Linked DNA regions of Sus scrofa: regions 1, 3, 4, 5, 6 and 7 are each linked to region 2. A link is a contact called in public HiChIP or PLAC-seq data. All regions are on one chromosome and are shown on one strand. The core of a region is the stretch at or near the end of the contact, and the rest is flanking DNA. Distances in the headings are between cores, read along the strand shown. Region 1 overlaps FGGY (FGGY carbohydrate kinase domain-containing protein). Region 2 holds the start of JUN (Jun proto-oncogene, AP-1 transcription factor subunit). Region 3 overlaps FGGY (FGGY carbohydrate kinase domain-containing protein). Region 4 overlaps FGGY (FGGY carbohydrate kinase domain-containing protein). Region 5 overlaps FGGY (FGGY carbohydrate kinase domain-containing protein). Region 6 overlaps FGGY (FGGY carbohydrate kinase domain-containing protein). Region 7 overlaps FGGY (FGGY carbohydrate kinase domain-containing protein).

Region 1 (2,700 bases), core at 169-2,668, 730 kb before region 2:
AAAACTTTGTCCAGAGAAACAAATAGAAGGAAAGCGCTTTTTTTTGTTGGTCATTTTTGGCTATCCCACGGCATGTGGAGCTCCCAGGCCAGGGATCAGACTGGAGCCAGAGTCATGACCTAAGCCGCAGCTGCAGTAATGCCGGAGCCCTAACTCACTGGTCTGGGCTGGGGATCAAACCTGTGTCCCAGTGTTCCCAAAAATGCTGCTGACCCTGTTGTGCCACAACGGGAGCTCCAGGAAAGCTTTTTTTTTTTTTTTTTTGAAGGGCTGCGAGAAAGTCTGGCACCAAGTCCTCTCAGGTAGTGGCCTTGGACCCTCCCAGGCAGGTAATCACTGTGTCCTTTCTGCCCAATAATATGAGGGCTGATGACAGAGACTAAGCCTTGAAAAGGGCTCACTTCATATGAAGCACATTATATTGCCTCAAATCACCTTCATGATACTATGAGATATGTATTATACTTCCCACATCTCGCACAGGAAGGATCTGGGGCCCGGAGGTGTGAAGTGCCCAGCCCAAGGGCCCATCCTTAGCTCATGGAGGATGTGGGATTGGAAACCAGTCTGGAAACACAGCCCCACCACCCCTGCAAAATGAAAACCCCCGATGCCATGCCTGGTACCTACCAGATGCTCAGTATCACAGGCTCAATCTGCATCTATACTGTGGAGCCTTTTACTGTCATACCTATTATAATTCCATCTCACCAATGGGAGGCCCTATGTTATCCTAGTGTCCCCAGGATTTGCCACAGTCCCAGACACAAGGGCAGAGGATCCATGAATAAGTCAATGTATCGATATTTACGCAACCAAAATATTTTATGGTACAAGACGATCACTGGTCCCTACGGCAGCTAAACAGTTTCGCATCATATGTACCCTCCATTGTCACAGGGCCTCTGCCCTCGACTGCATCTCAGACCCCACTCTAATCCTTACTCATGCCCCCGCCGCTCACTCCCCCATTTGCCCTCCTCCTCCTCCACCACTCTCGCCCCTATTTTACTTATCTGGGAAAAATTCAAGGAGTCGTCCATCTCAGTTTAACAGAGTAATGACTTTTAAATAAAAATATGGTAGAAATGGGTACTTATCGAAATGGAATGCTTTCAGACTCATGCATTTAAAGAAGATATAAATTTTAGGGCAGGCACTAAATTTTAGCTGCAATCTTGGAGAAAGCCTTTCTACTAATTCATGGAGAAAAATTAGCAAAGTGAAAATTGCTTATCAGTGTTCTTTCAAAGTCGTGATATGCAGCCTAATTCTATACATCACCAGGGCGCTCCCAGGGAGATGGATTTATATTGATTGAGAGAGAGCTCAGTGGCCAAGGAAAACAGACACCCCTTTGCAAAGAAGACGCAGCTACCCATTGGGGACAGATTGTCTGGGAGCGAGGCGTTGCCATCTCTGGATCCGATTTCACCCCTCAAGCCATGGGTTCTCTGGCCAGGGTGATGTTAAAGGCAGACTCTACCCTTTTCACACTTTTTAAGAATTTGGCCCCTGGAAAAGGGTCTGGCAAATCTAATAAGCAAGGCTATTAGTGGGAAGGCTGGGCTTCCAGCTAGATAAACCACGGTGTGTGTGTGGTGGGGGGGCAGGAAGGGAGGAGCTGAGGGGCAAAGGGGCCAGCGGTTCCCTCCTCCCAGGCTGGCCATCCTCCCGAGTGTGGCAGCCCCGCCCTCACCCGGCAGACTCACCCCCATGTGACAAGAAGATGTTCCACAGATGACAGCCAGCCGTGACGTCACTGGCTGTCCCTCACAAGCGAGGCCGTGCCCCCTCACATCTGCTCCAATCACTCCTGTGAGAAAGCAAAACAAAACTCTCTTAGAAAAAGGAGAAGGAAAGAAAGCTAAAACAAACATAATGATACTCTCTTTTTTATACCAAAGGACGTTGAGACCACGTCTCAAACAGACGTGCAGACCAGTCTCAAACAGAAACCAAAAGGGCTCACTGGTCAGCCTGGGCAACCAGGAAACCTGTTTTTGGCTTTCAGCGTCAGTGTATGGCATCCAACACTGGAATAATAAGTCACTGTCATTAGAATAATAAAGGCACCCGCTATCAGTGATTTTTTTGCTCACAAAATCCCAGACACTCTGCTGATGTTTATATGTACGGTCTCATTTTATAGGAAGCCTATCAAGCTGAAATGATGAATGGCACACATCAGCAGAGGAATGAAGGCTCATCTATGGGCTGAGTGACCCGTCCAAGGTCACACTGCTGGGAAGGGGCAGGGCGGAGGGGACTCTGGTTTGACACATCACATTTCCATCTCACTGAAGGCGACAGAATCCTCTGATGATCAGATCTCTGGGTCACCATCCTCAGTACTGCTCATCCCAGAACTTGGAATAAAGGACAGAGTGACTGACAGTCAGTGTCTGTTGAAAGAACGCCAGGTAGCAGAGAGTTTCCCATAAATGGTATAAGCTCAGGCGGCTTTGCACGGAGTGTGTTCCTTGATACTTGCTGGGCAAGTGAAGTTACAAGTGTGAGGGCAGAGTCAGACTGTTTAGAGCCCGGAGTCACCCATCATTTATCCAAATACCCATAAGCACCTTCTACCCATAAAATGATACACGGGGCGTGTTCTTTGATACTTGTGGGCAAGTGAAGTTACAACTGTGAGGGGAGAGTCAGAGAGAGTGTTTAGAGCCTGGAGTTGCCCGTCATTTA
Region 2 (2,700 bases), core at 33-2,532:
GGCGGCGAAGTGCCCGCAGATGACATCGACCCCCTCAGTGACACCCGCCCAGCCCACTCAGGCCGAGCCATCGGGCCCGGTTCCCCAGCCTTCCGGGTCCCCGCATCCCCTGCCTTCCCTGAACTTGAGCCCGCCTCCTTCAGAGGCTGCGAGCCGCCGCCGGAGTCCGCCCAGCTTGCGGCAGCCACCGTCACTAGACAGTCAAACCCCAAGACGTCAGCCCACAATGCACCGGGCGGGCCAGGAAAGACGCGCCGAGGAGGGGAGGGGGAAGAGAGAGGCGCTAGTCGCGAGGAGAGGAGGGAGGGGAGGCAAAAGAAGGGCCCAACTGTAGGAGGGCAGCGGAGCATTACCTCATCCCGTGAGCCTCCGCGGGTCCAGAGAAGAATCTTCTAGGGTGGGGTCTCCATGGCGACGGGTGGGCCCGCCCTCCTGAGAGCGACAAGAGCCAATGGGAAGGCCTTGGGGTGACATCATGGGCTATTTTTAGGGGTTTACTGGTAGCAGATAAGTGTTGAGCTCCGGCTGGATAAGGGCTCAGAGTTGCACTGAGTGTGGCTGAAGCAGCGAGGCGGGAGTGGAGGTTCGCCGATTCAGGCAGGCAGACAGGCACCGTCAGTCGGGGCGGACTGCAAATCTTATTTTCTTTTCCATTTTCTCTCCCACGACCCGGAGCTAACGCCTGTGGCTCCCGGGCTGGTGTTTTGGGGAGTGCCGGGAGATCCCCTTCTCCAGCCGCCCCCAGGCGGAGAGCCCCGCTGCGCGGGCGCTGCTGACAGCTCGGAGAGCGGCCACTGTCCGCACGGGGAAGTCCGGAGACCAGCTGCAGCGGCGAGAAGTTTCCCGGCAAGGAGGACAGGGGACAAGTGGCCGCCGGGTCCCGGAGCGAACTTTCGCAAAGCTTCTCTCCGCCCGAAGCTGCCGCAGAGGCGGTAAAGAAAAGGAGGCGGTGGAGTGAGGAGGACGTGCGCTCCGCTCCGCTCGCACCGGTTGCTGAACTTGGGCGAGCGCGACCCGCGGCTGCCGGGCGCCCCCTCCCCCTCGCAGCGGAGGAGGGGACAGTCGTCGGAGTCCGGGCGGCGGAGACCCGCCGCGGGCAGGCCACCGCGGGCTTTGCGCTGCCTGCCTCCGCCTGGAAGCGAGTTCGTCCGCGGGCTCCGAGGAACCGCTGCTCCCGAGAGCTCACCGTGAGTGACCGCGACTTTTTCAAAGCCGGGAAGCGCGCGCGAGCGGACGAGTAAGAGTGCGGGCGGCGTCTCAACCTTGCGATCCCCCGGAGCGAGCTGGTGAGGAGGGCGCAGGGGGGAGGCCAGCCGGCGGGGGCGCGCGCTCTTAGAGAAACTTTCCTCGCTCACGGCCCCGGGAAGCGCGGGTGTCCCCCGTTTGCCAGCGCGCTGTTGCGGCCCCGAAACTTCTGCGCGCAACCCAAACTCACCCCACGTGAAGTGACGGACTGTTCTATGACTGCAAAGATGGAAACGACCTTCTACGACGATGCCCTCAACGCCTCGTTCCTCCAGTCCGAGAGCGGTGCCTACGGCTACAGTAACCCCAAGATCCTGAAGCAGAGCATGACCCTGAACCTGGCTGACCCGGTGGGCAACCTGAAGCCGCACCTACGGGCCAAGAACTCCGACCTCCTCACCTCGCCCGACGTGGGGCTGCTCAAGCTGGCGTCGCCCGAACTCGAGCGCCTGATAATCCAGTCCAGTAACGGGCACATCACCACCACGCCGACCCCTACCCAGTTCCTATGCCCCAAGAACGTGACTGACGAGCAGGAGGGCTTCGCCGAGGGGTTCGTGCGCGCGCTGGCCGAACTGCACAGCCAGAACACTCTGCCCAGCGTCACGTCGGCGGCGCAGCCGGTCAGCGGGGCGGGCCTGGTGGCTCCGGCGGTAGCTTCAGTGGCGGGCGGCAGCGGCAGCGGCGGCTTCAGCGCCAGCCTACACAGCGAGCCGCCAGTCTACGCTAATCTCAGCAACTTCAACCCCGGCGCGCTGAGCAGCGGCGGCGGGGCGCCCTCCTACGGCGCGGCGGGCCTGGCCTTTCCCGCTCAGCCCCAGCAGCAGCAACAGCAACCACCGCAGCCGCCGCACCACCTGCCCCAGCAGATCCCCGTGCAGCACCCGCGGCTGCAGGCCCTGAAGGAGGAGCCGCAGACGGTGCCCGAGATGCCCGGGGAAACCCCGCCCCTGTCTCCCATCGACATGGAGTCGCAGGAGCGGATCAAGGCGGAGAGGAAGCGCATGAGGAACCGCATCGCTGCCTCCAAGTGCCGGAAAAGGAAGCTGGAGAGGATCGCCCGGCTGGAGGAAAAAGTGAAAACCTTGAAAGCGCAGAACTCGGAGCTGGCGTCCACCGCCAACATGCTCAGGGAACAGGTGGCCCAGCTTAAACAAAAAGTCATGAACCACGTTAACAGTGGGTGCCAACTCATGCTAACGCAGCAGTTGCAAACGTTTTGAGGCGAGACTGTTGGGGGCTGAGGGGCAATGGAGAAAAAAAAAAAAATAGCAGAGAGACAGACTTGAGAACTTGACAAGTTGCGAGAGAGAGGGAGAAAAAAAAAAGAAGTGTCGGAGGACTAAAGCCAAGGGTATCCAAGTTGGACTGGGTTGCGTCCTGACGGCGCCCCCAGTGTGCACGAGTGGGAAGGACTTGGCTCGCCCTCCCTCGGCGCGGAGCCAGGGAGCGGCA
Region 3 (2,700 bases), core at 142-2,641, 920 kb before region 2:
TAATGTTTGCTGAGCTGCTGAATGAAAGGGTGATGACTTTCATGACAGAGGTTATGGAAGATCATCGAATGGTGTTTCTAAAATGGTAAACATTCACTCCAGGGAGTGCTGAAGTGGTTGGTTAGGATTCCAGAAAAACATACTGGAAGTGCCGTTTATAAGACGTGTAGTCTAAAGAAATGAATTCAACTTTACCAGCACTTAATACGCAGATTGTCACCAGCACCACCCGTTGGTCCCTCATCAGACAGTCATGAGTGAGTAAGACACGTGAAATCTCCCAAGGTAAGAGTGAGAGCCTTACATCATGGGGGCATGACAGCATGCCCTCCAGTCTATGTCCCCAGCTTCCAGGGGTTTGCTACCCATCGTCATCTACATGTTCCAGGGTGGGAGTGTATAGGGGCTATCTAATTTTATTTAAACAAACTCTCACAAAATGGGCAAGCAACTGAGAAAGACTTGGCCAAAGGACTAAAGGCAATGGTCACGGTGCAGATTCAAGTAAACAAAAAGGAAAAATGATGACACTTTTCCCTGGTATTAGCTTTTCACAGTATAAGGTAAAAACAAAGACGGCTTAGACTATGACAAGAATTGAGACAAAAATTAAAATGATCAAGAATACTGTTTGAGATATAAATACAGTGGCACATACAAAATCATTTAGAAATAATAAAAAAAATCATTCAAAACTCACCTGGCCTTAGATTGTGGATCTTTAGACACTGTCTAATGTTAGTATAATAACATCATGATGAGCAAATATTTGAAATCTTTTATTTCAGCTATATTTATAATATAGATAACCTATAAGCCCAATAAAACATGTGTATGCCTCTTCATAAATACATTTCCACATATTGAGGATGCAAGCTCAAAATTTTTATAACTGATGGGGTATGATCAGAAAAACAAAGCATTCATTGTCCCAGCAGCCAATTCCGTGGCAGTTGCTAGGTTACCGGTTCAAGCCAACATTTCCCAGGTGCTTGCTCTGTGCTGTGCGCTGCACTAATCGCTTTATGGACGTGACTCTTGAAATTCTCAAAACGACTTTATGACACAGATATCATCACCTCTTCCCCCTTCATGGACCAAGAAGTGAACTGAGAGAGTATAAAGAATTTGCCCAAGGTCAAAAATGCAGAAAAGCCAGAATTTAGAGCCCCTTCTGACTCCAGGCCTTTGCTTAGCCCTGCGCTCAGACCCTACACACTTCCCCCCTACAATGCAAAAAGCCTGATGCTTGCGTCCTCTGGGCTTGAGTTCAAATCCCACTTCTGCTGCTCATTAGCTGTGTGATCTCCTTGGCTAAGAATGAGCGTGTGCTTGTGCCTGAGAAGCACCAATCCTGTACACTGCACCTTTTTTCAGAGATGCTGACACACAGCTCTGAAATACATGAATCTGCCTTCTTGAGGAACTCTGACTCATTTTACTGGAACAACAAGTTCACATGATAATGTGTGGGCTGAGGCACATGACCCTTTCAAAGAAAAACAAAGTAGGGCAACGTGATTTTCCCCCAACAAGCATGAAGAAATGGCTAGTTGTTCTTCTATTTGTTTTGTTTTGTTTTGATTTTTGATACAGTCATCTTTTGACCGGCACCTGGTCTTCTGCCTGACCTCCATGCACTGGAAACAACCATGTCAGTTTAGAAGCGGGATGTGGAGGGACGGAAAGAGTGAGGTAGGTCTTCATCACCAATTGTGACATGAAGACTCACACCTCCTTTATAACCTTAAACACATGGTATCAATCCATCAACCTACATAGCTCCCTACATGTCCTCCCCGCCACACATCTTGTTTAATGAGGTTGATTACACAGGTACACACATTTCTCAAAATTCATCAAGCTGTACACTTAAGATCTGTGAATTTCACTTTACGTACACTATACCGATTTAAAAAGCATAAAAGAAAAAAATGCTGTATGTGTTATTAAGTGTATGTGTTAGTATATTTATATTTCATTTAATTTTTTATTATGTAATACCTACCAAATGGAAATAAAAATTTTCAAATGCCTCGTTCTCCAATATTGACTCTTAAAATTCACCTCAGATTGGTCTCTTGATCATAAAGGAGGGGTAGGGGCCTGGAGCTCTCTAGTTTTGCAGGAATTGGAGATGACAGTGGAAAGATATCGGGTTTTAGAGATAAATAAGCTTGGGATAGATGCTGAGTCCTGCTACTTACCAGATACGTGAACGAAGCCTCAGTTTTCCCACCTATGAAGTGGGAATAATAATATCTACTCACAGCATTGTTGAAAATTTGAGTACCCCACTCTCTGAACAATATCTCCTAACTGGTACCCTAGCAACAGTCAAGGCCAGTCAAAGTGATTCTTTAGAAAGACAGAAAATAGAGTGCAGTGATTAAAAATGATAGACTCTGGAGTTCCCGTTGTGGCTCAGTGTTTAACAAATCTGACTAGGAACCATGAGGTTGCGGGTTCGATCCCTGGCCTTGCAGAGTGGGTTAAGGATCTGGAATTACCGGGAGCTGTGGTGTAGTTTGCAGACACGGCTTGTGGTGGCTCTGGTGCAGGCCGGTGGCTACAGCTCCGATTAGACCCCTAGCCTAGGAACTTCCATATGCCGCCTGTGCGGCCCTAGAAAAGACAAAAAAAAAAAAAAAAAAAAAAAAAAAAAAAAAAAGAAAAAGAAAAAAGATAGACTCTGATTGT
Region 4 (2,700 bases), core at 123-2,622, 880 kb before region 2:
TTGGATGAGTCCAATAGGAACTCCTTGCTTGCTGCCTTCTCCCTCTCTCACTCTAGTGCCATGGAGAGAAGTTATCCTGTAGGATGATGAAATCCCCAATCACTGGGGGACAGTCCCCCAGGCTCATCCCTTGCTATGAGAGGCACAGAACTCTCTAATCTTTCTGAGATTTGTATCCCTAAGGATGAAATAAATAACACTTTCCTTTGAACTTCCTTTTAACCAGAAAGGTACATAAACAAAGGCATTCGATTACATGAGTACAAAAGTAAAACGCGCATCTCTCAATTGTGGGGACTTGATCTCAGAATATCTTGGTTTATTTAAAACTACAACCAGGCGTTCCCATCATGGCACAGTGGAAACAAATCCAACTAGGAACCATGAGATTGCAGGGTCGATCCCTGGCCTTACTCAGTGGGTTAAGGATCTGGTGTTGCTGTGAGCTGTGGTGTAGGTCACAGATGTGGCTCAGATCTGCTGTTGCTTTAGGGCTGTGGCTAGACCAGCAGCTATAGCTCCAATTCAACCCCTAGCCTGGGAACCTCCATATGCCACAGGTGTGGCCCTCAAAAAGAAAAAAGACAAAAAACAAACAAACAAAAACTACAACCAATCAGGGGCCACATCTTGGGGGGAGTTAACCTCTCTGAACCTCAGCCCAATGTCTGCCTGCAAGGGCCTTATCAAGATTAAATGAAATATGTCCCTAAAATGCCTAAAACAGTGTCTGGCCTATAAGAAGTGATTAAGATGCATTGCTTCCTTTCATAAACATACATCCTATATTTGCACCTGGCATTGATCGGCATATGGTAGCCACCTGGTAAATACCTGTTGAATAAAAAACTGCCTGAATGAAATCTCTCCAGGGAGACTTGAATGATCTTTTACATAGTGATACTTAATATAATGATGTTTAATATAATGCTGATAGTCACTGCCACTTACTGAGCACATGCTGCTTGTCAGGTGTTGCGATGTGTGCTCACATAACATCATTTCACTGAATTCTCACAACTACCACCTAAGGTAGGCCTTCTTTTAGCTCTACTTTACAAATGAAGAACTGAGATGGAACAATTTTCCTAAGATGATACAACAAGCAAGTCGAAGAACTGGATTTTGAACACATATCCTTCAATTTCAGAGGCCATGTCTTAACTGCTGCAGTATTCTGTGCAGAATGTTAATGCACATTAAAAAAAAAAAAAACACAAATAAACAACAAAAGGACTTTTGACTTCTTTTGTTAAGAAAAACTTGACTAGAGTGAATAAGTCTTCTTGCTGCTCCCAGAATAGCCTCATCTGCATGGATTGGCAGCTGTGAGGCCAGGAACAGGTGGGACCAGTAAAGCTGCCAGGGACTGGCCCTTAAGAAAGCAGCTGAACAAGCTGTCCAGTCCTGTTCCCAGGAGCTGGTACAAATCTGAGGGGGATGCCACTTGTGTGGGCTGGCATGGGGGGAGGACTCTGGGTTCTGGAATCTTACCTTGAACAGAGGTAAAAGTGTCCCAAGGGCAAAAACAAATTATTCAGAAAAGGGGAGCAGGAAGTGTGGTGCTGGGCATGAATCCTACAAGGGTGGGAAGCTAGAACCAAGGGTACTGGTGCGGCTGGAAGCCAAGGCTGAGGGTCAGTGAAAGCTTCCAGACAGGCTGTGAGAAGCACCTGGCAGGGAGCCTTCTCAGTTGATGGGGGGAGGGGGTCCCCAGCCCTGCGGTGTAGAGGTAGGAGTGTCAATGTGCAGGGCAAGGGGTTGGATGGAATAATCTTTTTTTTTTTTTTTTGTCTTTTTGCCATTTCTTGGGCCGCTCCCGCGGCATATGGAGGTTCCCAGGCTAGGGGTCGAATCGGAGCTGTAGCTGCCAGCCTATGCCAGAGCCACAGCAACGTGGGATCCGAGGTGCGTCTGCAACCTACACCACAGCTCACGGCAACGCCGGATTGTTAACCCACTGAGCAAGGGCAGGGACCGAACCTGCAACCTCATGGTTCCTAGTCAGATTCGTTAACCACTGCGCCACGATGGGAACTCCGGGATGGAATAATCTTAACCCCAGAACCCTCCTTGAGGTACACGTGCCTTAGAGACTGTAACAGTAACTAAGAGCATGGACTCTTGGGCCAAACTGCCTGGGTTCAAACTCAGTTTCTCTATTTACCAGCTGTGTGACCATAGCCACACTGCTTAACTTCTCTGTGCCTCATTCTCCCCATCTATCCAAAGGAATAACAATGCCCCCTATCTCAGGGTTTCTATGAGGATCAAATATATGTAGAAAAAACTATAAGATAATATAGAAAGTGCTGGCACACGGAAGGATTTATGTACCACCTATTGTTATTATCACCTCCCAGAGTTGATGAGATGATACATGAGATGCTGTCTAACTCCAACAGCAAGAATTCCTCCCTTTTCCCTCTTCCTTCACACAGTGCATTTTTAGCAGTATGGCCAGGACTTAAACTAAATCTTTAGGCTCCAAGTGCTATGCTCCCCAAGCATGGCTGTCTAGTAGTAAGGTCTAAGCAGTGCTGGTCATAGCCCTCTGACAACACCCATGTGCCCTTCTCTTCTTGGCATGTCCTTTTCAGTCATCCCAAACCTAAGCTCTTCTGGTTCAATCCAAGGCGGACCTACAATTGCGTATCACACCTGTGGGTTCATACTACTTCCTCCTTCCTGTCTTTCCCA
Region 5 (2,700 bases), core at 76-2,575, 760 kb before region 2:
TTTTAACCCTTGGCTAGGCCAAGGCTCTTTGGTATATGAGAATGGATCAGGGCCCATCTGGATTTCCTTAGAAAAAAAGGATATGGGGGTGGAAGTAGAATGGGGGGCGGTGTGGAACAGCTATCTGTAAAATATAAAATCTCCGACCTGATGAAGGACAGGGTTACAGTTCTTTGGGCGTAGTTTAAATAGAGTTTCTGTTATTCATCAGTTGTCTATTTAACTCACAATGTAACAAATGACAATCACAATGTGTTTTTTTTTTAAAGCCTTACAAATAAAGGGGAGGGGAAGGGGAAGGGGAAGGAAGGCAGCTAACATTTGCTAAGCAGCTACTATGTGCTGATAATTTAGACATATTCTCAGACAGAGTCTTCCTGATAATTCTGCCACTCCCTTTGGTTTATAGATAAAGAAGTCAGTCATGGCTCACAAAAATTCAAAGCCTTGTTCATGGTCACCCAAGTGCCAAGTGGCAGAAGGGAAATTTGATCTGGGTCTGCCTGACCCCCCCAAAGCCATGGTCTTCCTTCTATAGCTGCTTCTTTGGGAACCAGGAAAGTTAGATGAACGCAAAAAGATCACAGCCCTTCCCCTAGCCTGGTTCTAGTTTGGGCTGTGGGTTTACAGAGAGGGCGCCAGGGTACTGGGCGAGGGAAAGAGCAAACCAAGCCTGGTTGCTGGAGACCAGTGTGCTTCCCTAAGATTCTGACTTCCTCACTCTCTCCACTCATCATGCAGCAATCAGACACAAGATTAAATGAAACTGGCCACCAGGGCCAGCCTGGCTTCCAGGATGTGTGAATTCCGGCAGGACGCTCTGTGTGCTGATACCCTCGGTGTGTGGCGTGGGCCCATTCGTCATTGGCACAGCAATTTGAGACTCTGGCTCTCACCTGAGGGACAGATGTCAGGGTTAGGAGTCAGAGCTATTTTTCCACTTCACTGGCCTGCTTGCAGAGGGCGGTGACTGAGCACTCAGCCATGGTAGGCAAAAATACTCCTCCACCCTCCAGGCCTGCCTCTGGGGGGATACAGAGAGGTGGGTGCTGGTTCATGAGGCCTAGGGGCTGGTGAGACTGCTTCTTTAAGGACCAAGAGTGCCACAAAGAAGAGACACTTCGTTCAGCCAGGCTGGGAATCGCAGCCCAGACAGCAAAGTATGAGACCCTGATGAATCTTGGTTTCTTCCATGTCAGTGACAGACAAGAATATTCACCTTCCAGAATGTTCGGGAACATTAGAGGCAACATAGAGAAATCCCTGACATGCCGCAAGCACCCAGTAAATAATCAACAAGTGAGAGCTGATTATTTAACTTTTTGAACCAGGAAATGTTAAGCCAGGAAATATTTAACCTACACTTTTCTGAGTGAAGCAGGCAGACAGGCCCGGTTCATCCTTGTAAAGTGAGAATAACGGAGGTGCCGGCAGAGGGTGTGGATATCTGGAGATACAGTAGGTTTCAGATGGTAGAAATCTGGGTCTTTGTTTGTTTTAGGGCCACATGTGAGGCATATGGAGGTTACCTGGCTAGGGGTCAAATCGGAGCTGCAGCTGCCTGCCACAGCAACTTGGGATCAGAGCCGTGTCTGCAACCTACACCACAGCTCACAGCAGCTCGGGATGCTTAACCCACTGAGCGAGGCCAGGGATCGAACCCACATCCTCATGGATACTAGTCGGGTTTGTTACTACTGAGCCACATGGGAACGTCTGGGTCTCCTTTCTTAGGCCAGACCAAGAGGATCGCTTGGATCTCAAGTTGTATCCCTAATGGGTTGATGGTTTAAAAAAAATAAAATAATGTTTACCCTTGAGGCATTTCTGTTAATTGAGGCTTTGCACTCATCTGTGAAGAGTTTCCATAGCTGCCTTCTAGGGTTGTGGGGAAAATACCTGGGCCCTTCAAAGAATCAAGATTCTGGGAAACAGAGACACGTCACACATTTCCTTTGCAAACAATTAACTGAGCCCGTACTATGTGTTAGGTCCTGGAGAAACACAGATGAAGAAAAAGATATTTTCTTTGCCTTAGTTTTTGGTGTAATCGTGATTGACGTCTGACAGCTAATCCCCAAATGGCAAGAGACTCTGTTAAGCACCTCAATAAAGGGCTAAATTCTTAGCCCAATAATGGCTTGAAGTGGGTGTTATGATTTGGCTGGAATGTAGAATATATGGTAAATAACAAAAACATCACACAAATGGTGAATTGGCACATGCTGTGATGTGAGCAAAAGACTGGGTGAGTAGCTTTTCTTGCACAATTTCATGTTAATTACCACAGGCCTGTAAGGTAGGTATCTACATTCCCACTTTACAGATGAGGGAACTGAGGCTTAGAGAGGTTCTCTAACTTGCCCAAGGTCACGCAGCCATGGAGCAGGATGTGCAAATAATAGATGTGAGACCCAGGAGTCCAGGGTAGGCAGAGGTCAGATGATGAAAATCCATTCATGACATGCTAAGATGCAGGAATTGTTTTTCTTGAAGGCAACAGGGGACATAATCCCAATTTACGTTTCGGTTGCTTTTTAGCCGGAAGTCCACAATCCTACCACTGCGCCCTCTCAAGCACGTATTCAGGATTACCAGGGGCCAAACTTACACAATGCTTCAGTTTGGTTTGTTTTGATTCACAACTGAATGCATAATGAATGATAATTGTCTGTTACGTTGCTCCAAAGTTCCTGTGGT
Region 6 (2,700 bases), core at 67-2,566, 860 kb before region 2:
AATGAATAAATAAAAAGAAATGGGGCATTCGTCCCTCACTCCCAAAGTTTTTTTTTTTTTTTTTTTTTTTTGTTTTTAAATAAATCCAAAGACATAAATAGAGTTAAAGCTTCAGTAATCTTCTAGCACAAAGCCCCGTTGTGGGGGGTGGTATGGATATTCCAAAGCTCGAAAATGCCAAGAGGGATTCAGACTGGTGGTGTTAAGCCCCCAACGTAATCAGAAATTCCCTTTGAAACGTACAGTTGAAAAAAGAAAGAAAAAGAGAAAGAAAAGGAAGGCCTTTCAGAGGGCTAGCTCGCTGACTCCTCCCAGAATGGTCTGATCCCCTCGGCTGCTGAAGCAAGAGGTCAGATCCCCAGACGGAAAATTAATCTCTAAGAGTCGCTGGATAGAATTTCTAATTCACCAGTGCCAGGACACGCGGTCTGTTTCCAGCCAAGGAGGACAGGGCTGAGGCTTTAGCTTCCCTAGCCCACTGTACACAGTCAAGCCAAGCTGACACCACCCCCCAGGAGCCCACAGCATCCAACAGTCAAGTGGACACAGGGGTCTCACTGAGAGTCCCTGAACCCACCTTTCCCAACGGGTTCCATTTTGAAATACTGTGTGATTGTATTATTATTAGAGTTAATTAATAATTTTGGGTTATTGCCTTTGAAACCGGAGTCCAGTGCTTCTTAAGTTCAAATGAGACCCTCCAAGGCTGCCATGTGGTGGGGAAAGGGAGGGAGTGACACAGCAAAGAGGAGACACGGCTCAGCTTCTATCTGTTTGATACACTGGCCTTACAAATGGTCCACAACTTTACATTCTGTGAAAACCAGAACCTGATTCTTTCAGTGTAAAGATGAGGAAACTGAGGGCCAAAGAGGTTGACCTCTTGTCCTGGGTTATACATCGAGTTGTTCAGTCACTGAACCAACAAGTGAAGCTGGGGTATGTATCCTTGAAAAAAGAGTAACTGAGACTCACAAGGAACAGTCTGGGGTGGGGCCGGTATGAACACGGAAAGCTGTTTGCAGAGACAGGGCTAAGAGCTAAGTGGGGTTAGCTTGGATTTTACCGGCTAAGGGCTTCCAATCCACATTCCTCCAGTGCAGCACCGTTCCTTTCAGTGGCTGGCTTTTTGGGTAACCAGCCTTCTCAGGCAGCTCAGGGGGAATATGCAATCTCTGCCAACTTCACCTCCATGGTAATACAACACCTGCTCATGCCATACCTGCTACCAGTTACGGATAAGGGAGACTGGGATCCTTCCCGGAAGCTCACCCCCAGGTGGGGTAAGCCGACACTGAAACACCCTAGGGCAGCACTGCAGAGAAGCAGTGGTGAGGGGGTGCGTGTAGACGTGGGCCCACTGTGAGGAGTATCCCAAGGCAGCTTTACAGATGGGTTCCAGTATTATTCCAGTGAGCAGTCCACAGGCTCAAAACATGGCAGGAGTGTATCTTACTAGCTAGCTAACCTTGGGAAAGTACTTAACCTCTTTGTGATTTGGCCTCCTTATCTGTAAAGGCCTCCTTATCTGCAAAGCACAAGACAGATCAGGACCTCATGGGATTTTTGTGAGGATTAAGTGAGTTAATCCATAGTCATACACACAATGACTGCTGACACTTCCTGACTACCCTCTGTTATCGTTTCAGGAGCCCCTTGAAGAGAAGGGTCCCAGTCCCCACCACACCACAATATGCCAGATTCACTAAAGCTAGCGGCTTCCTCATCGTCTAAGCACTTGCTCGAATCTCCGCTTTAGGATTGTCTGTAATTTTCTCCTCCATCGATTTCTGTCTGTAGCCGTTAGTCCGCTTCCTAGGGTGAAAACAACTGCTGTCATCCAGTTATCTGAACCAGCCTGGCCTGTCCGGATCCCTCCTCATCAGAGATGCCGACAGCTGAAAGTGACATGGCCAACTTGGTAGGAGTTTCAGTCTGATCAACTCCATCCAACACCCAGGCTCCTCTGGCCAAAGTGTCAGCTGAGGGGGAGGGGGAGGGGAAGGGAGGTCAATTGTGAGGTGGGGTGAAGCAGTTGCTGGCTTCCCATCTCAGCGGCCTTGTCTCAGAAGGTGCCTTGTCAGTCCCCATGTCCCCAAACATGTAACACTCTACACAAAGGCACTCTGGTGAAACAGGATAACTTCCTAGGGGCATTTAAAGTGTTCCCTTTCAATTTCAGGGAGTCTTCAAAACTGTTGGAGATACATAATAAATCTTTGCTGTTACTCCCAGGCTTGAAATAATTTACAGGCTTTTTTTCTTCAGCAGGAAGCAGTGTTATCATTTAAGAAGCACTTAATGTTGTTCATTTTTTAAAAATGAGACTATTAGCTTATTACATAAAAAAAAAAAAAAAAAGATAGATAAGAGTCAGGGGATGTTGGGCAAAGGATGCTCCCAGGACTCCTGATCCAGTTTATAGCAATCTGTTTCTAGCTGACAATCCCTACTCCCCATCAAGTGTGGCCCTTACATACTAAGCTTTCTATTGTTACTCCCCAGTTGGGATCCTTCCTAGGACTTGAGTGGATATCTTTTTTGCCTGTGTTATTCTTCGGCTTTCATTACCAACTATCTGAAAAGTCCACTTCCTGCTGCTTCTCTGCTCTCCCTAAGTTAGCATTTCCATTTCAAGCCCTCCGTCTTATACAAAACCACACTTCTCTTTCTTGCTTGTAGCTGTTACCAGGGAGCAGC
Region 7 (2,700 bases), core at 180-2,679, 610 kb before region 2:
AGCTCCATCACCACTGCCACCATTACTGCTACGGCTTCTGTACTTCCCCTATGCAGAGCCTGAGTGCCAGACAGCCAGGAGGCAGAAAGGATTGGGAAGGAGAAGTAGGGACAGCTTCTAGAATGTGCCACTAAAGAGAAAAGGTAGGTGTCTTCTTCATCTTTCATCCCGCTGCCTGGAAGAAGGAGGCTGATAGCCACCTTCGATCATGCAGACAAGTGTATCAATATTAAGGATTGTTCACACACAGAAACCATCTGGTTCTGGGAGGATCTCGTGGAAAGCATTGATCTCTAGACTGTCATGTAAGAAAAAAAGAAGCCATCATCTATGAGCCACAGATAAGATTGTCACCTACTGGAGTTCCCGTCGTGGCTCAGTGGTTAACGAATCCAACTAGGAACCATGAGTCTGCGGGTTTGATCCCTGGCCTTGCTCAGTGGGTTGATGATCCGGCATGGCCGAGAGCTGTGGTGTAGGTCGCAGACTTGGCTTGGATTCTGCGTTGCTGTGGCTCTGGCGTAGGCCAGAGGCTACAGCTCTGATTAGACCCCTAGCCTGGGAACCTCCATGTGCCATAGGATTGGCCCTAGAAAAAGGCCAAAAAAAGAAAAAAAAAAAAAAAAGACTGTCACCTACTAACACAGAAGTATAGGGGTTGACTGGTAAGCCAGCGCAGGAAAGGGCATTACTAGTAGAGGCAAGAGCATATGCAAAAATACAGAGAGCTGAAAGAGAGTAATGGGAGCTCTGTTTTTTGATCCCTTCCACCAGGAAACTGGCAGAGAGTGACCTGGGAGGACCAGGGAGCAGCTAGATCACAGCAGACCTACGCTCCACACAAGAGAGGTGAGGTGAGACTTGAAAACTGCAGACCCGGGATGCTACTGAAGGGTTTCAAAGAAAAGCAATATCAGATCCACAGGCAGAGCCTAAAGTAGAGGAGGAAGGAGTACTGGTTTGGTGAGGTGAGGTAGGGCAGAAGTTGGGGGAAGGATGGTGGGAGCCAAGGAGCCCAGTTAGGAGGGTAAGCTGAGGATGGCAACTACTCCGGAGATAGTTAAGGAACAATATCATAGATTTTGCCCTTCATTTAGGGAATGGTCATGAATATGGAAGGTATGATGTCAAGGTTTGGGGTTGGCAAACTGATGACAGCACCTTGCCTCTGACAGGAAACAGTGAAAGAAAAGCAAAAGTATTTCAGGGAAAAGGAGTGGCGTCTGAGGCGCCTGTGAGCCAGCAAGTAGCAATACCTAAGGATACTGGCTGAGGAGACAGCACATGCAAAAGTACTAAGAGTTGAAAGAGCATAAAGGGATCTCTGTGTTTTGATCCCCTCCACCGGGAGGGTGGCAGAGCAGTACGGAGCTCGGGAGAGCACGCAGGACAGACATTCAGACTGTGAAGCCGGCAGCAGAGAGCGGGTGTTTAAATCATGGGAACACATGACACTTGGCTGTACTCTGACGGGACTGAGGCTTCTGGCCCACTGTATTCAGGTCACCTCCAATAACAAAGTCCATCATCTCCCTTCCATGTGTATTGTGGGCCAGGATACTTTAAACACATACACACACACACACACACACACACACACACACACACACACAGGACAAAAGAGGCACTGAGTTTCAAATTCTCTAAAGGACCCAGGACCTTATCAGAAATGATTCTCTTCAGACCACAGCCCATTCTTGAAGCAGGCCCGACTGCAGCTTTGCCCACAGGGCCTGCGAACCTTATCTGACACCTGCAGAAGCCATTCATGTCTGCAAATATGATATAAAATGTCTCACTGCCCTGGGACTTTGCACCAGAAAGACATGAAACAAATCCCCTTTTAACGCCCACATTCAGGTGGCTTGCACACAAATGTGCCACAGAGAACATCCAGATAGGGCTTTCAAGGCCCTGAGCAATGCTTTGTTTTAAATAGAGGTGGGCGTTGACATAGCTATGAAGGCCCTGTCAGTGGCTACAGTTATCACAGGGCAGAAAACGCCACGTGATTATTTTCTCCCCAATTATGGCTAATTCTCTGCAAGTTAATTCTTGGCTTTTCTGAAACAGGGCCCGAAAATTAGCTCTTCATGTGTCAGACTGCAGATACCGGACCCAGCAGCAGCTCCTGGCCTGCGGTTACTCCTTATTACTGCTTCTTCAAAAGCGAGGAGCGGGGCAGGAAGCAGGGTTTTGACTTAGGCACCATTTAGCCGAGTGGAGAGAAAAATCTCCCTTCCGCTCTGAAACAGGATCGTGCAGCTATAAAATTTATTGGACAAGGGTGTTGGGGGAAAAGAATCAAAGAAAGAACTAGGGGCCGAGCGCGGAGGGGTGTAAGGAAATCTGCACCTGTTGTCACTCACTTATTACCCCCGATCTCTCAGGCAGTTTAGATTTAAACCAGACAGGACTGCGGCCCAGCAGAGCTGATGGGGGCCTTTTTTATCTATTAGTGCAAAGTCAAAAATGTGGGCGAGTGTGTAGGCACACGTGTGTGTGTGTGGGTGTGTGTGCACGGCTGCTGGAAACAAACTGGGAGGGGGCACCCGGAAAAGGCTGTGACTCCTCGTTGTGGGGTGGAGGCACGGGTAGGGCAGCAAGTGTACCAGCCGACAACTTCGGCACAGAAAAGGCCAATCCAGAGCCTAGCTACCATCTGAGGGCTGTAGTTTCAATTCTATTTTGATAAAATCC

Evidence for each region. HiChIP or PLAC-seq counts read pairs in DNA pulled down with a chosen protein or histone mark.
Region 1: an H3K27ac HiChIP or PLAC-seq map of alveolar macrophages shows a contact between it and region 2. The contact joins the enhancer-like site here to the promoter of JUN in region 2. A contact is called at or near these places in 1 of 5 promoter capture datasets (fetal skeletal muscle), 2 of 47 Hi-C or Micro-C datasets (both in embryonic fibroblasts) and 2 of 2 datasets of contacts at active chromatin or transcription factors (alveolar macrophages and skeletal muscle).
Region 3: an H3K27ac HiChIP or PLAC-seq map of alveolar macrophages shows a contact between it and region 2, with 5 times the contacts expected there. The contact joins the enhancer-like site here to the promoter of JUN in region 2. A contact is called at or near these places in 1 of 5 promoter capture datasets (fetal skeletal muscle), 4 of 47 Hi-C or Micro-C datasets (embryonic fibroblasts, fetal skeletal muscle and fibroblasts) and 2 of 2 datasets of contacts at active chromatin or transcription factors (alveolar macrophages and skeletal muscle).
Region 4: a contact with region 2 is called in an H3K27ac HiChIP or PLAC-seq map of skeletal muscle. The contact joins the enhancer-like site here to the promoter of JUN in region 2. A contact is called at or near these places in 3 of 5 promoter capture datasets (fetal skeletal muscle, liver and skeletal muscle), 7 of 47 Hi-C or Micro-C datasets (brain, embryonic fibroblasts, fetal skeletal muscle and 4 more) and 2 of 2 datasets of contacts at active chromatin or transcription factors (alveolar macrophages and skeletal muscle).
Region 5: an H3K27ac HiChIP or PLAC-seq map of skeletal muscle shows a contact between it and region 2. The contact joins the enhancer-like site here to the promoter of JUN in region 2. A contact is called at or near these places in 1 of 5 promoter capture datasets (fetal skeletal muscle), 4 of 47 Hi-C or Micro-C datasets (embryonic fibroblasts, psoas muscle and skeletal muscle) and 2 of 2 datasets of contacts at active chromatin or transcription factors (alveolar macrophages and skeletal muscle).
Region 6: an H3K27ac HiChIP or PLAC-seq map of skeletal muscle shows a contact between it and region 2, with 17 times the contacts expected there. The contact joins the enhancer-like site here to the promoter of JUN in region 2. A contact is called at or near these places in 4 of 5 promoter capture datasets (fetal liver, fetal skeletal muscle, liver and 1 more), 17 of 47 Hi-C or Micro-C datasets (alveolar macrophages, brain, embryonic fibroblasts and 10 more) and 2 of 2 datasets of contacts at active chromatin or transcription factors (alveolar macrophages and skeletal muscle).
Region 7: a contact with region 2 is called in an H3K27ac HiChIP or PLAC-seq map of skeletal muscle. The contact joins the enhancer-like site here to the promoter of JUN in region 2. A contact is called at or near these places in 2 of 5 promoter capture datasets (fetal skeletal muscle and liver), 12 of 47 Hi-C or Micro-C datasets (fetal heart ventricle, fetal skeletal muscle, heart right ventricle and 7 more) and 2 of 2 datasets of contacts at active chromatin or transcription factors (alveolar macrophages and skeletal muscle).

The regions. Positions count from the first base shown.
Region 1 is chr6:152,959,078-152,961,777 of Sscrofa11.1, forward strand. It overlaps FGGY (FGGY carbohydrate kinase domain-containing protein), which reads right to left. Exons shown (of 16, transcript XM_021097811.1): 8 at 1,713-1,816. Among named protein-coding and RNA genes, the nearest start is that of HOOK1, 250 kb to the left of the region's middle. Within about 2 kb of position 1,419, at least 29 of the 83 cell types and tissues checked have an H3K27ac peak or open chromatin away from gene starts, as enhancers often do. A contact at or near this core is called in alveolar macrophages, fetal skeletal muscle and skeletal muscle, where this site is marked.
Region 2 is chr6:153,685,143-153,687,842 of Sscrofa11.1, forward strand. JUN (Jun proto-oncogene, AP-1 transcription factor subunit) reads left to right here and starts at 1,283. Exons shown (of 1, transcript NM_213880.1): 1 at 1,283-2,493. The coding sequence starts at 1,461. The coding sequence ends at 2,468.
Region 3 is chr6:152,769,355-152,772,054 of Sscrofa11.1, forward strand. The region is part of intron 14 of FGGY (FGGY carbohydrate kinase domain-containing protein); the gene reads right to left. Among named protein-coding and RNA genes, the nearest start is that of HOOK1, 61 kb to the left of the region's middle. Within about 2 kb of position 1,392, at least 12 of the 83 cell types and tissues checked have an H3K27ac peak or open chromatin away from gene starts, as enhancers often do. A contact at or near this core is called in alveolar macrophages and embryonic fibroblasts, where this site is marked.
Region 4 is chr6:152,801,164-152,803,863 of Sscrofa11.1, forward strand. The region is part of intron 14 of FGGY (FGGY carbohydrate kinase domain-containing protein); the gene reads right to left. Among named protein-coding and RNA genes, the nearest start is that of HOOK1, 93 kb to the left of the region's middle. Within about 2 kb of position 1,373, at least 3 of the 83 cell types and tissues checked have an H3K27ac peak or open chromatin away from gene starts, as enhancers often do. A contact at or near this core is called in skeletal muscle, where this site is marked.
Region 5 is chr6:152,927,611-152,930,310 of Sscrofa11.1, forward strand. The region is part of intron 8 of FGGY (FGGY carbohydrate kinase domain-containing protein); the gene reads right to left. Among named protein-coding and RNA genes, the nearest start is that of HOOK1, 220 kb to the left of the region's middle. Within about 2 kb of position 1,326, at least 14 of the 83 cell types and tissues checked have an H3K27ac peak or open chromatin away from gene starts, as enhancers often do. A contact at or near this core is called in skeletal muscle, where this site is marked.
Region 6 is chr6:152,829,650-152,832,349 of Sscrofa11.1, forward strand. The region is part of intron 14 of FGGY (FGGY carbohydrate kinase domain-containing protein); the gene reads right to left. Among named protein-coding and RNA genes, the nearest start is that of HOOK1, 120 kb to the left of the region's middle. Within about 2 kb of position 1,317, at least 15 of the 83 cell types and tissues checked have an H3K27ac peak or open chromatin away from gene starts, as enhancers often do. A contact at or near this core is called in fetal skeletal muscle, omental adipose tissue, retroperitoneal adipose tissue and 2 more, where this site is marked.
Region 7 is chr6:153,077,057-153,079,756 of Sscrofa11.1, forward strand. The region is part of intron 5 of FGGY (FGGY carbohydrate kinase domain-containing protein); the gene reads right to left. Among named protein-coding and RNA genes, the nearest start is that of FGGY, 130 kb to the right of the region's middle. Within about 2 kb of position 1,430, at least 12 of the 83 cell types and tissues checked have an H3K27ac peak or open chromatin away from gene starts, as enhancers often do. A contact at or near this core is called in skeletal muscle, where this site is marked.